Linked DNA regions of Mus musculus: regions 1 and 2 are each linked to region 3. A link is a contact called in public Hi-C and promoter capture Hi-C data. All regions are on one chromosome and are shown on one strand. Each heading gives the region's core, a stretch centred on a gene start, on an enhancer-like site or on the middle of the called end of the contact. The rest is flanking DNA. Distances are from core to core; before and after follow the strand shown. Region 1 holds the start of Mypop (Myb-related transcription factor, partner of profilin). Region 2 holds the start of Apoc1 (apolipoprotein C-I). Region 3 holds the start of Ercc2 (excision repair cross-complementing rodent repair deficiency, complementation group 2).

The links. Hi-C and Micro-C count contacts between places; a contact is called where the count stands out from the background. Capture Hi-C pulls out chosen DNA fragments and counts their contacts.
Region 1: a contact with region 3 is called in a Hi-C map of regulatory T cells, with 5 times the contacts expected there. The contact joins the promoter of Mypop here to the promoter of Ercc2 in region 3. A contact is called at or near these places in 1 of 484 Hi-C or Micro-C datasets (regulatory T cells) and 2 of 9 other capture datasets (adipose tissue and liver).
Region 2: a promoter capture Hi-C map of liver shows a contact between it and region 3. The contact joins the promoter of Apoc1 here to the promoter of Ercc2 in region 3. A contact is called at or near these places in 8 of 39 promoter capture datasets (the 3T3-L1 cell line, the C10 cell line, embryonic stem cells and 4 more), 2 of 484 Hi-C or Micro-C datasets (the Ba/F3 cell line and stem cell-derived neural stem cells), 8 of 115 datasets of contacts at active chromatin or transcription factors (bone marrow-derived macrophages, embryonic basal ganglia, embryonic stem cells and 3 more) and 4 of 9 other capture datasets (adipose tissue, liver, macrophages and 1 more).

The regions. Positions count from the first base shown.
Region 1 is chr7:18,989,962-18,992,661 of GRCm38.p6, reverse strand. Mypop (Myb-related transcription factor, partner of profilin) reads right to left here and starts at 1,417. Exons shown (of 3, transcript NM_145579.3): 1 at 1,308-1,417; 2 at 42-830. The coding sequence starts at 552.
Region 2 is chr7:19,691,220-19,693,919 of GRCm38.p6, reverse strand. It overlaps Apoc1 (apolipoprotein C-I), which reads left to right and starts at 1,261. Exons shown (of 4, transcript NM_001110009.2): 1 at 1,261-1,311; 2 at 1,434-1,509; 3 at 1,885-2,032. The coding sequence starts at 1,452.
Region 3 is chr7:19,380,764-19,383,463 of GRCm38.p6, reverse strand. It overlaps Ercc2 (excision repair cross-complementing rodent repair deficiency, complementation group 2), which reads right to left and starts at 1,447. Exons shown (of 23, transcript NM_007949.5): 1 at 1,405-1,447; 2 at 1,086-1,185. The coding sequence starts at 1,409.

The sequences.
Region 1 (2,700 bases), core at 168-2,667, 390 kb after region 3:
GAGTGCTGGTAGTTGTTAAAGAAACTGGCTTTGGGACTCACCTGCCCGTCGATCCTGCCTGCGGTCCTCTGACAACACATACCGTTGTGTACTAGCGGTCGAAGCCTGCGGCTGTGAAGAGGCGGCTGCCCGGGACTCCTCAGCCCCAGAGCCAGCCCCCGGCCCCGCCACACCCGGTCCCAGGATGGCGAAAATAGTCTCCTCCTCCGCAGAGAAGGCGTCCTCAGCGGCGGGCCCCGCGCCCTGCGTGGAATGCGGCACGCGGGCCAGCTTCTCCTTGGTGCGGCGCTTGAAGTCGTTCCAACGCTTCTGAACCTCCTGGCCCGTGCGTTTCCAGCTGGTGATGCCGTTGATTTTGGTGGCGATGCTGTCCCACACTCGCCGCCGCTCGGCCACGCTCACCCGACGGCTCTGCGCGCCGTAGAGCTGAGGGTAGTGGGCGCGCACCTCTCGGATCAGGATCTGGTTCTCCTCGAAGGAGAAGCGCGGCTTGCGGAGTCGGGTGGTCTCCTCCGCTTCGCCCGGCGCCGCCGCCGCGGTCGCCGAGGCCATGGCGCCCCCAGACGCCACCGATCGGCTGCCTGGCGCATGGGGGGCGCCGGCTCTGCGGGCAAAGGGCGAACAGCGCTGGCGGTGGCTCGGTGTCCCCGTGTCGCCCCGACACGGGCTCCTCTGGTCCCCTGTGCAAAAGTGGTGATGGGAGCGGCGAGGTGCTGAATGCAATCAAAGGTGCTTCCTCGTAGGTGACACCCGCCCAGTGCCCATCTTGTGCTTCACGCGGCCGCTAGTGCCTCGCGGAGGAGTTGATGGGTACTGGGGGGACGGACGGTCTGGAAGGATGGAGGGAAATGAGCAAAAGTGGAAGGGAAAAGGGTGCCACAGCAGGAGTTAGAGGAGAACGGGGGCGCAGTAGAACAGGACAGGGCAAGAGTAACGGGGATGCCCAGGGGGTCGAACATGCATGATGCTGGGAAGTGATGCCAACTGGGCAATGCAGCAGACGGGGCATCCAGATCAGAGAGGAGCGCTGGGGGTTCCCAGGGTAGTGGGTGTCAGTTCTAGGGTCCCTGAGAGAGGATGTCCAAGAATAAAGATGAAATGGAACCTTCTAGTTAAGACGGCAAAATATTAAAGCTGAGGGTCTGCAGGGATTATGGGGGTGCTGGGATTGCTGGGGAAAGAAGGGGAGTTGTGGAGATAACGGGGGTCCGAGATAAGAGGGGGGACCCCCGAGGCTTTTTTTGGACTCCAGGAAGAGTGATGGAGCACAGAGGATGGGGACCCCAGTTGGGCCGCGGGTCACTCACCGTGCCGCCGCAGCCCCTGCCTGCCGGTGGGTCAGGGCTTCGGCTTCTGCGGCCTCTTCCCTCCCCCCCTACTTCTCCCTCCCCCTCTGGGCCCCGCCCCCAGTAGCATTGAGAGCCAAGACGCATGCGCGCCGGGCGAACGCGGTCTCCAGATACCCTGACAGAGCTGCGTTCTCTGAGCCGTGTCTCCCAGCACTGCGCAAGCGCAGAACTTCCCGTCGCCTTGCTTTACCAGAAGGACACAGCTGCGCAGCCGCACATTTAGCGCTGAAGTAGGTTCCCTGGGCTCTGGTGCTCAATTGCGCATGTGCAAACCTACAGCGCGCATGCGTGTCACTGGCACCTTGCCTGCGATGGTACCCAGGACTAAATCCCAGTGCGGGCGCAGTAGAGAGAGAGATGCTGAAGAGAGCGCTAGGACCAAGCGGAGTTTCTTCCCTTTGAGTAGTCCTTTAGCCTACTAAGCAAAGTCTTATTTTGAGAAAGGGGAGAAGAGCTTCATTTCCATGACAACTGCGTGGGTGGGGGCTGGGGGCGTTAGGAAACCTTGCCCACGCCCAATCCCTCCTCTGCGCAGGACCACTCGGAAACTACCTCCTACGGACTGAGGCGGGGCACCTGGAAATATTCCCCGCCCATGCAGAGGCGGTAACCATAGCAACCCAGCAACCTCCCAATGGTGCCTGGGAGGCCCCCTGTCCACAATTTGACGTCATGGCTCGGAGAGGGAGTTCAAAGGCAGGAATTTCTTGAAGGGTGGGGATGGCGATCCTAGAAAAGCGCAGAGCAGGAGTGATTCGAGAGCACCACTTGAATGAACTGGATGGCCGGATGGCAGGGTGAAAATTTTCAGTGCCCGCAGTTTCAAGGTCATTGGGTAAACGGCGCTTCGTTCATCTTTCCGACAGTTACACATAAGCTCTCACATATCCATATAAAAGGCAAATTGTGTTCACTACCAAAAAATTGTTTCTGAGGGCATCTTACTAAGTATCCCAAGCTGGCATTGAACATGCAGCAGTATCTCTGCAGTCACCAGCGAGGCTAGAAAAAAGACAGGATATGTGCGGACATTACACATAAGGAAAAGATGACATTTGTATTAAGACCCGAAGCAGAGAGGGAGGGCTGGAGCTCAGCAGTTACCATCTCTCCCGGGAACACCAGAGTTAGGATCTCTGTATCCAAAGGCGGGGGCTCATAACCATCCTTAGCTCCAGCACTGTTGCCCTCTGCTGGCACCAGGCATGGACATGGTGGACAAACATACAAGCAGGCAAAACACTCATATACATAAAAGGGAGAAAATTTCTTTTTCTTTTTTTTTTCTTTTTGGTGTGGGTGTGTGTGGTTGGTTCCTTTTTGTTTTTGAGATACGGGGTTTTTTGTTTGT
Region 2 (2,700 bases), core at 12-2,511, 310 kb before region 3:
GCTGTGTGCTTCCCGTACCCTACCTGTGGCACAGGAAGCCCTTGTTGCTAAGAGTAGGATGACACTGGAAGCACCAAGCACTGGGCAGAGTAAGGGGGAAATCTGTTACATTATTCAGATGGGCGCTTGAGGACTGAGCAGGACTCCTTTCAAGAAGCAAAAGGGTCAGGCCTGGTGCCCACAGGGACTGGAAGCTAGCTAGCGCCGAGTTGGCCCCAGAGATGTCGCAACCCAGCCAGGGTCGAGAATCTGTTCCACCCCTTTCACAACCATCCCCCTGTTGTCGTCGTCCCCACCCCCACCCCCGCCCCAACTGACACGTGGGTTGCAGGGGCACCAGGCCAGCCAACCTAGAGTCTGGGCCCCTTAGCCACCAGCTGCCAGGGGGTCACTGTCGGTCAATGACAGCTCTGGGGGAGGGGGGGAGAAGGGCCTTGGACTCTAGCCTGAGAGAAAGGATGTTGTGGAAGGAGGGGGCAGGGAGGCAAGTTTAGGGCCTGCAGGGGCCTAGGAGGCCCCACAAGACCTAAAAACGGGGGAAGGGGGGTTGTGCCAGTTAGGGGACACTATGGAGCTCTGCAAGCTAAGAGGCTCTTAGCTTCTTTGCAGTTTTGACTAGCTGAAGAGGCAACTTCTAAGGAAGGGAGATGAGGGGATGCCAAGATCCCAGAGAGCATCCGAGGAGGTCTGAGGGTGTGCAGATGCAAAGGCATTGGAGGTGAAGGGAGCCAGGGTGCAGCATCCGGGACAGAATGTGAGCTGAGGCTCCTGGTCAAGGAGAAGGTAGAGAAGAGCTAACCTGAGGATGCAGTGTGAGCTAGGGGTGAGATGGGGGTGAGGGGAGTTGTTTGTAAGACCCCCCCCCTTAAGGTGGGACAGCCTCAGAGAGAGAGTGAGTAGGCAGAGCAGCCAAGGCTGGGTGGAGATCAATGAGATTTGGAAGTGAGGATGCTGACCAGTGACGAGCCTTGGGCCTAAATAAAAAGCCTGGATGTGGGATCTGCCTCCCAGTATCGACCAGAATGACAGAAGAGAGTGGGCTGGTTGTGTTGGTGTTGGTGCATGCCTGTAATCCCAGCAACTCACTAGAGAGGCAGAGGCAGGAGCATCACAAATTCCAGGCCAGCCAAAAAGCCTATGTAAAAAAAAAAAAAAGAGAAAAAAGAAAAAAGAAAAAGTAGGTGGACACAGAGACAAGGGGGAGGCTCAGGGGGAGGGCGACCAGCTTGCTCCGCCCCCTCCCCAACCGGTTAAACCTCTGTGCAGGATCCTCCCACCGCCATGGGCCTCCTGAGAGATCCTTAGATCCAGGTTAGTGCATAGGAAAGTGTCCCCCCACTACCTACAGCTAAGGGATTGGGGTGGTGGGATCATGGTGGAGGGCGGTGGTGAATACTAGCGATGTCCCCCGCTACCCGTGCGTCTGCCTCCAGGGTGCCCCTCCAACCAGGATGAGGCTCTTCATCGCTCTTCCTGTCCTGATTGTGGTCGTAGCCATGACCTTGGAAGGTAAGAAAGAGCCTTGGAAGGTAAGAAAGAGGCTTGGAAGTGTGAAGTTGGCCTTGTGCCTGCGGCCCAGGCTTAGAAGACCCTCGAGGAGGGCTCTGAGGTCCCTTTCTGTGTCATCATTCCACTACCGCCCTCCCATCGTCCCCCATCCCACCTGCCAGGTGCCTTATTTTTGTGTCAAAGTGGGTGCTGAAGGAGGCAACTCTGTCCAGAAAAGACGCAGTAACCAATGACCTAGGATACCACCCTTTGGAATTGGCTAATCTTCCTAGAAGGGGCGGAGCGTAAAAACAAGGAGGTGAGAGGTGCAGTAAAATCAAGTGTCCAATACCCTCCCCCATGCTAATGAGTTTGCTCGCAACCCTCTCGCGGCAGGCCCAGCCCCCGCCCAGGCGGCCCCGGATTTGTCCGGAACATTGGAGAGCATACCGGATAAACTGAAGGAGTTTGGGAACACTTTGGAAGACAAGGCCCGGGCAGCCATTGAACATATCAAACAGAAGGAAATTTTGACCAAGACCCGGTTAGGACCTTTCAGGGCACGGGCGGGTGGTGTGTGTGTGTGTGCGTGCGCGCGCGCCCGTGTGTAAAAGCCCTAGCAGACAGTTCCACACTGACACAATGGGGAAACTGCACCAGAGTGTTTGACACTTTCCCTGAAGTCATAGAACTGTATCTGAAGTCATTGAACTGGATGTCAAAGTGCTCGTAGTGTGGAGACAGGCGGTGTAACTCCCAGCCAACTGTTAGAGATGTTTCCAAGTCCTAGTGAAGGGCCAAGCTAGGCGGCTGACTGGTTAGGACAGACCCTGACCCCTCCCTGTGTACTCTTGAGACAGGTCATGACTTGAGTCTCCGAGACAGAGAAAGAATGTAGGAGAGTTGGGGCAGGGGCACAGCAGAAGCTGTACAGGCCTGGGCTCTGCAGTTTACACTGGCCAAAGAGAGATTAGGGCATGCTGGGTTAAGAACTAGCCAGGCAGTGGTGGCGCACACCTTTGATCCCAGTATTCATGAGGCAGAGGCAGGCAGATCTCTTTGAGGCCAGCCTGATTGGAGCTAGTTCTAGGAAAGCCAGGGCTACACAGAGAAACCCTGTCTCAACACCACCACCACCCCCCAAAAAAAAGGGCCCAGCAAAGAACAGAAATAGGAGTTTGAGACCAGCCTGGGCTATAGGCAAGGTTCTGC
Region 3 (2,700 bases), core at 198-2,697:
AATATGGCTTAGCGGGTAAAGGTGCTTGTGGCCAAGCCTGATCACCCGAGTTCAATCCCCAAGACATACACGGAAGGAAAGAACCAACTCTACCCTCACGTGCACACTGTAGCATGTATACACACATTGGAAATAAGTATACCTAAAAGAAAACTTTTTTTAAAAAGTTTGTGTTCAGGGCTGTTGAAATAGCTCAGCAGGTAAAGGCGATTGCTATCAAACCTAACAGCCTGAATTTGATCCCTAGAACCCACATAAAATGATAAGAAATCTGGGTGGTGTTGGCCTATGCCTTTAATCACAGCACTCAGGAGGCAGAGGCAGGTGGATCTTTTGGGACTTTGAGGCCTGCCTGGTCTATGAAACAAGTTCCAGGACAGCAAAAATCACACAGAGAAACCCTGTCTCAGAAAACACAACGAGGGACTGGAGAGATGGCTGAGCAGTTAAGAGCACTGGCTGCTTGCTCTTCCAGAGGTCCTGAGTTCAAATCCCAGCAACCACATGAAGGCTCACAACCATCTGTACAGCTACAGTGTACTCACATACATAAAACAAATAAATCTACAACAAAACAAAACCGAAATAGAAGTGGAAGGAAAAACCCAACTCCACAAAGTTGTCCTCTGACCTCCACATACGGAACCCCTTCTTCCCTCCACTATTGTCACTACCAGGAATACCTCCAGAGTTTTCCTATACATAGCCCTAGCTAGCCCGAAACTCACTATGAAACCCAGACTGTACTTCAAACTCGAGCAATCTGTCCTCAGCCACCCTGTCTCTAGAATTACAGGCATAATTGTAATTACTATCAGTCAGTTTATGCGGTGCCAGGATGGAACCCAGAGTTTCACCCCTGCTAGCTAGGCTAGCACCCTACCAACTGAGCGACATTCCTCGCCTTGTTATTTACAATTGTTGTTAGTACACGGTCTCGCTGTGTAGCCCCGGCTGGCCTCCAAAATCGCAGCGATGCTCCTGCCTGGGTCTTCCGGGTGCTGGGATAGCAAGGCCCGGGCCCCGACCAGGACGTTTGCCTGCCAGAGGCATCAGAATGCAAGGAGGGCAGCCTCGCCACCCACCTTGGCGTCCAGCGTGCGCTTGAGCTCCAGCATGTAGGAGAACTGCTCCGGGTAGATGTAGTCGTACGGGAAGTAGACCAGCAGCCCGTCCACGTTGAGCCTGGCGGCGGTGAGGCGTCGGTGCCCGGTGCTCTCGAGCCGCCTCGGCCTCCGCTCCGCCCGCCCGCCCGCCCTCGTGGCGTCTCGCCGCCAGGGACCCCGAAGCCACCCGGACCGGTCTCCGCAGCCTCTCCACGCCGCGCCCCAGCCCCGGCGACGCCCACCCGCCGCCCCATTGCCCACCGCAGAGCCGCCCGCTCTTTCAGAGACCCCATCTCACTTCATGGCGGCTGATCGCGGCGTCCACACGCCCGCTCCTGAATATTCAACGAGGGGGCGTGACCCAGAGACACACCTTCCTCGGGACGCCATTGGCCGAGTCCTCCCGTCACTCTGCCAATCGGAAAATTGGCGCGTGCGCATGGCGGTGAGAGGGCGGACTTCGGAGAGAAGTGGTGCCCGAGGCATCGCTGAGGATCGCCGAGGACTTCGAGCAGAACACAGAAAGAAGAGAGTCGAGAGAATCGATAGAGTTCATTGCTGCTTCGCTCCTCCAGGTTCTGTTCTGGTTGTCCAAGTCGTGAAAATAGTGTTTAAGAGAGAATAACAGAGAAATTGGAGACCGTCTTGATTTTTTTGTTTTTCGGGTGTTTTTTTTTGTTTTTTTGTTTGTTTTTTCGAGACAAGGTTTCTCTGTGTAGCCCTGGCTGTCCTGGAACTCACTCTGTAGTACAGGCTGGCCTCGAACTCAGAAATCCACCTGCCTCTGCTTCCCACCACTGCCCTGCCTAGCACGTGTTTTTAAGCATTTATTAATATGGGTTGGAAAGATGGCTCAGACGTTAAAGCATAGGTCACAAACAAACAAAACTTCATTAATTAAGGGCCTGGAGGAATCACTCAGTAGTTAAAAGCACTTTCTGATTTTGAAGAGGAGCAGGGTTCCCAGCCGCCCCACTCTCCACTCCCACCCCCCAAATCAGGCAGCTTATGATCGATCACCTTTAGGGCTAGCTCCATGGAATCCAATACCTCTGGCCTGTGGAAGGAAGAGGAAACCTGCAGAATTTGGTTCAGTCCTTTCCTTCCACTATGTGTGGGAATCGAACTCAGGTCAAAAGGCCTGTACCTCATGAGCCATCTCATGAGGTACAGGCCTCAGTAGACAGTCGTACTATGTAACCCAAGCTGGTCCGGAGCTCACTCTATAGCCTGGGTGGCTGGCCCCAGCTTGTGGCTAACCCACCTGAGGGCTGGACAATGCTGTCAGTTATTTCATATCTCTGGATTCTTGCTCAAATATCACCTTTTAGTCCTTCCTCCCTTCATTTCATCCTTTCTTTTCTTTCTTTTTTTTTTTAAGATTTATTTGTTATATATAAGTACATTGTAGCTGTTTTCAGATATACCAGAAGGGGGTATCCAATCTCATTACTGATGGTTGTGAGCCACCATGTGGTTGCTGGGATTTGAATTCAGGACCTTTGGAAGAGCAGTCAGTGCTCTTAATCACTGAGCTCCAGTCCCTTTTCTTTTTGAGAGAGTCTTTCTACTTAGTTCTGACACTGTCCTAGAT